Linked DNA regions of Danio rerio: region 1 is linked to region 2. The links are chromatin contacts, called in public Hi-C maps. All regions are on one chromosome and are shown on one strand. The core of a region is the stretch at or near the end of the contact, and the rest is flanking DNA. Distances in the headings are between cores, read along the strand shown. Region 1 has its middle 20 kb from the start of pamr1a. Region 2 has its middle 9.2 kb from the start of ascl1b.

Region 1 (2,700 bases), core at 140-2,639, 55 kb before region 2:
GTCATCCTTAACAATAAACTCATCTGTTAAAGCTAGTTAATGTATTTGCTACAGCATAAATTAATTACAGTTCAGCTTTTACTATTAAAATACAATGTTGTACTTAGTATAATTGGTTAATTCACTAATTAACTAATGATCAAATTTATTTTCATTAACTAACATTAACAAAAAAAAATAATAAATACTGTAATGTATTGTTTAATGTTCAAGTTATTAAATACCTTATTTTAACTAATGCAGCCTTATTGTAAAATTACTGTTGTTTTTGAATAAAAAATAACATTTTGATGTAACTAAAGCCTCTTTTAATCTCTAAATCAGACTAAAATGATCTAAATTTACTGTTGAAATCAAAATCATTAGCCCTCCTGTGACATTTTTATTATTTTTCAAATATTTTCCATGTGTTGTTTACCAGAGCAAGGGAATATTCACAGTGTATGCTATATATATTTTCCAAAGTCTTGGCTGGAATAAAATCATTTTTTAATAATGAAATAAAATAAAATTATGGTCAATATTATTATCCCCCTTAGTTGTCCATCGACATGCCTAATTAACCTCACTTGCCTAGTTAAGCCTTTACACTTTAAGCTAAATACTAGTATCCTGTAAAATAACCAGTGAAATATTGTGTACTGTCATCATGGCAAACACTAAAGTAACTAATTAGTTATAAGAAATGAGTTATTAAAACTATAATGTTTAAATAAAATCTTTTCTCCATTAAACAGCACTTTCACAAAGAATTCAAATTTTACAAGAGGGCTAATAGTTTTGTTTTTAGCTGTATATCTCCTCAGCTCTTCCTTTTCTTTTCTGAACAATATCTTGTTGTCTTCCTGCCATCCTTTCCTTCAAAACATGAGAGTAAACTTCAGTTGTAAACATTGTCTTTATATTCCCATCACAGCAGGCTGTTAATGCGGTGCCTCACACTAATATCACCCATCCCTGCACCCTCACTCCATCTCATTGTGCTCTCGCCTTCATCCAAAAAAGCCTGAAAGTTTTTTTTTTTTTTTCTGCCCGTCTATTCCTTAATCAAATCCCCCATTACACCCTTCCCAACCCAGCCTCGGGCTCCCAAAAACTCAGCAAGCGGGAGGCATCACGTCCCTATTCACACACACACACACACACACACACACCACCACCATCCACAAAAGCGCCAACCCATCCGTCACACTGACACCCCTCCCCTATAGCCCAAAACAAGAGCGGCTCGCACACACTCCAAACACCTTCACACGCAGCCCCGAAGCTCCCGGCCCGCGCCTCTCTCTTTTGTCCTGTCCCAACCGGGCCTCCTGCACAATGCAAGCAGGGCAGGAACAGAGAAAAAAGAGGGAGTGTCTGGTTTTTTGAGGCGCTGGACCGCCTTCACCAGCCCTCTTCTCTCCGGTCACCAGCAGCACCTCTTGTGTGAGGGGTTGGGACGGCCTGCCCCCCATTGCGCTGATACCACAACAATAAACTGGTGTCCATTCACAGGCGAAGTGGCCCGTCTTTTGCCGCATCCAAAATGTCCACAAAAGTGATGCATTGATGTTGGAGGGTCTTAGATTCGAGATTCTTTTTGACTTTTGCATGAAAAGAGGGGTTTTTTTGTTGACACGATGTGAAAGTTATTGTGATGCTGTCCCACTTGAGGCAGTGTTTTGTTTTTGTTGATTGTTACCAATTAAATGAGGGATTGGTATTGAAATTTGAGAGACCCACAAGGTGAGATCAAGAGGATCCATCATTCAGCTTCTTTACTACAGTGACATTTTTTTTGGAGATATAAAGTGCAGTGACTTGCAGCAATTGAAGTGTAAATTACACTGTAAAAAAAGCCGATGTTCAGCAGTTCTTTCTAAATTGTGTGTGTGTAAGAGCTACAGTAGTACAGCCAGGTTGATTCAGACATAGTAAAAACGCAATGGTTAATATATACATTGACTGTCATTCAAAAGTGTAGGGAAAGTGAGATGTTCTTGTGATGTTGTGTCTCTTTTGCTCACCAAGACTGCTTTTATTTGGTTAAAAATACAGTAAATAGTGTAACATCATGAAATATAAAAATATAAATGGATGTTTTTAAAATATTGTTGAATTTAATTGACTCTGTGTTGACAAAGATGAATCTTCAGCGGTTTTTATTGCTAGTCTTCAGTCATAAGAAAATGATCAGTGACAAAAATAGTTGTGGGGCTTTATGATTTTGTAAAACCTTTCTTTTTAGATAGACACACTATTTACTATACAGTATATGTTTATTTATTGAACATCAACATTGAAACTTTAAATTTAAAACACACATTGCCTAAATCCAGCAATCATTTTTTTTTATTAAAAAAAAGGAAAACAAGTAAGTTTTTGGAAACAAAATTAATTATTTTCATTGTTTTCAAAAGTAGAAAATAAGCAGTATCTTTTCTAAATAAAATAACTCTTGTTGTAATGAAGTGGCTGACACAGAGGAATCCATTTGCAGTATTTTTATTAAACACAGTTTAATAACAAATAGCACACAGATGTTATGCGTGTGCGAACATCAAACACAGCAGTATATCATCGTTGGGCTGGCGGCAGATAAACACAGGATGAGTATTCAGGCATGGGTCAGAGGCAGGCGGCTAGTATCAGAGTCGATAAGCAGGCTAGAGTTCAGAGGCAGGCGGCGAGGATCAGAGTCGGGGTTCAGGCAAAGGT
Region 2 (2,700 bases), core at 21-2,520:
TTCTTTGAGGAACATTTTTTAAAAACAGTATTTGTTGGCAAACTCATGATCCTCTGCCCATTTTTGCTCCTAAAGGACTAAACCTTTCTTGAACGCTGTTTTTGTACCAAATCATAATTACAATCATCTGTTGACATCAGGCTCGTGCACACATAGGGCTCAACCTTTTTAGTCTTGGATAGAAAGTGCCCTTCCAAAATGATCAAAAGTGCCCCTGCGACACCCCCCCCCCCACCCCCCCAAACCAACACCACCCTTAAGTAGACGCGCGACAACACCGCTCTTGAGTACGCGCGCCATCCACTAATCCCCACCCCCCCAACCCCCGCTTTACAGTATGCGCGCGACAACCCCTCTGATCATAACGCGCGCGACAACACCGCTCTTCAGTACGCGCGCGACGACAATCCTTTTTTGAAATGTGTTGCAAGAACTAAAATAGGAATAATTTTATTTAAAAAACAAAAACAAAGAACAATAAAAATCATGAGGAACACATTAAATAATTAATGTCACAATTAAATAATAATGTTTGTTGTATTGTCTGCAAACAATTGTCTAAAAATTTAGAAACTATTACTTCCTTTTTGTATTTGCGTTTTTTATATTGTCCTAACTTATTCGGATTTGTTTAAGGGTTGTACTTCCTTATGTACAATTCCCAAGAAAAAAAATGCTCTATTAATAATTAGAGTTTTTTATAATTTGCTTTAACAGTAAAAGTATTAACACAGTGATGAGCTATAAATTATTTTTTATTAACAGCAAAAAATAACATACTTTAAAATAACCATACAATGGCTCCAATCATTTATTAAAATTAAAAACAAATCTACTACACAAGCCATTCTTTATAATGAAAGCATCAGCGATGAAGATAAACATCATCTCAGCCACTCATGAAATCATTTACATCCCTTTGCACCAGCAAAAGAACTTTCCATTTTTATAATGTAAATGAAACCCACACAGAAGACATGCCGGTCAGCAGGCCATTTGAACTGAAGCCAAGCGGTGAGGTCATACCTGCTCATTCTGATAACAATCATCTTAAGATAATGAGACAACACAGCTGATCAGCAGGAAATAAACACGGGAACACAAACATCTAATCAGCCAACCGGCCTCCATCCCAGTCCAGAAAGCTTGTTGATTATTTAGATTACGTTGAGGAGCCTGAATAAATTGAGAAAGCCACCCACAAAGAGGGCCTCTATCAGAGCAGCTCCTCAAACAAGCAGAAGCCATGGAGATATGAGACACCTCCCAACAATGGAAGTGTGGCTGAGAGATATAGGAACTTCAGGAGCGTATTTGCTTACAAGGCCCCGGCGCAGAAAATACTCACTGACCACACACACAGGTTGGCCAAATCTCTGTTTGTTTAAGCGTCGTACATTACAGGACTAATCTTTCCCTCATCTCTGACTTTCAAACATCTGAGATGAAAATTCCACTTAAAAGAAGACTCGAACGTGGAGTGAAACACACTCTCTCTTTTAGATGAGCAGTATACAGTTGGGGTTTGTTTTGGTGTGCGGTGAAGTTTTTTAGGGGGGTCGCTTTGGCCCTCGGCCGAGACGGGTGACTATTGTGTGTGTGTGAGGAGGAGTGTGTGCGGAGGGTGCAGGGCAATTTAAGACAGCGTTTAGCATGCAGAGCCAGACAGCCTAAATCAACCTGACTGCACACAATCATGAGCCCAGAGACAGATAAACAACCACTAGCAGAAAGAAAAAAGGTGGAGAAAGGACTTTTTCATGAAGCATAAAGGGGATCGTGTCATTGTGAGGCATGAAATCCGAGACCACAATATTGTATCTTAGGATTTGGCTGCGCGATTAACGTGGAAAGCAGAAGCTGTTGTTTTTGATAGAACATAAACAAATAACACAGAGTTTGACAGGTTGTGAGGACAATTACAATCAAAATATAGTTGTTTGCAAAGATCCCTTGAAGCAGGGGTGTCCAAAAACGGTCCTGGAGGGCCGGTGTCCTGCATATATCGGTTCCAGCCCCAATTAAACACATCTGAACCAGCTAGTAAAGCTTTTTCTAGGTATACTAGAAACTTCCAGGGGGGTGTGTTAGAGGAAGTTGGAGGTAAACTATGCAGGACATCGGCCCACCAATGCCATAAAGGGATAGTTCACCTAAAAAGGAATATTTGGTCTCCGTTATGTGAATGTTTGTTGCTGGGAATGTCATCAAATCTCATAGTAGGAGAAAAACACTATTGAAGTCAATGAGGTATTCACACAGACTTTTAATTTCAGCCAGCCTGCCTCAGGGCTTTTAGTGAACTATCTTTTCATTATAAAATTGCCACGTTTAAGGTCAGATTTCTTAAAAGATCAGCGATTTTTCACTGCCTGATTAATAATCCATATAAAGTGGGTCTCAGACCGGACAAGAAGCACTACATTGATTTCTATTTTTCCCTCGCCATGTTTTTAAAATATGACAGTTTATTTTACCCCAGTATATTCAATGGAGTTTCTGCGCTCGCTTGCTGCTACTGATGGTGCTAGTGGTTAGTCAGTCGTTTATCTCACTTTAGGCTTGAACAACTAAATGAATGCTTAAGTCTGTTTAACTGAATGTATTTTATTACGTTACAACATCGATGCTGTAAAAGGAATCTTATGACATTGAAAATAATCCCATTAAGCTTTCTCCTGAAGTTTATCATTAGCTGAA

Evidence for each region. Hi-C and Micro-C count contacts between places; a contact is called where the count stands out from the background.
Region 1: a contact with region 2 is called in a Hi-C map of an unstated tissue, with 3 times the contacts expected there. The contact joins two enhancer-like sites. A contact is called at or near these places in 7 of 18 Hi-C or Micro-C datasets (caudal fin, embryo and an unstated tissue) and 2 of 4 datasets of contacts at active chromatin or transcription factors (caudal fin and embryo).

Annotation. Positions count from the first base shown.
Region 1 is chr7:51,617,695-51,620,394 of GRCz12tu, reverse strand. No RefSeq gene overlaps it. Among named protein-coding and RNA genes, the nearest start is that of pamr1a, 20 kb to the left of the region's middle. Within about 2 kb of position 1,389, at least 19 of the 62 cell types and tissues checked have an H3K27ac peak or open chromatin away from gene starts, as enhancers often do.
Region 2 is chr7:51,563,056-51,565,755 of GRCz12tu, reverse strand. No RefSeq gene overlaps it. Among named protein-coding and RNA genes, the nearest start is that of ascl1b, 9.2 kb to the right of the region's middle. Within about 2 kb of position 1,270, at least 8 of the 62 cell types and tissues checked have an H3K27ac peak or open chromatin away from gene starts, as enhancers often do.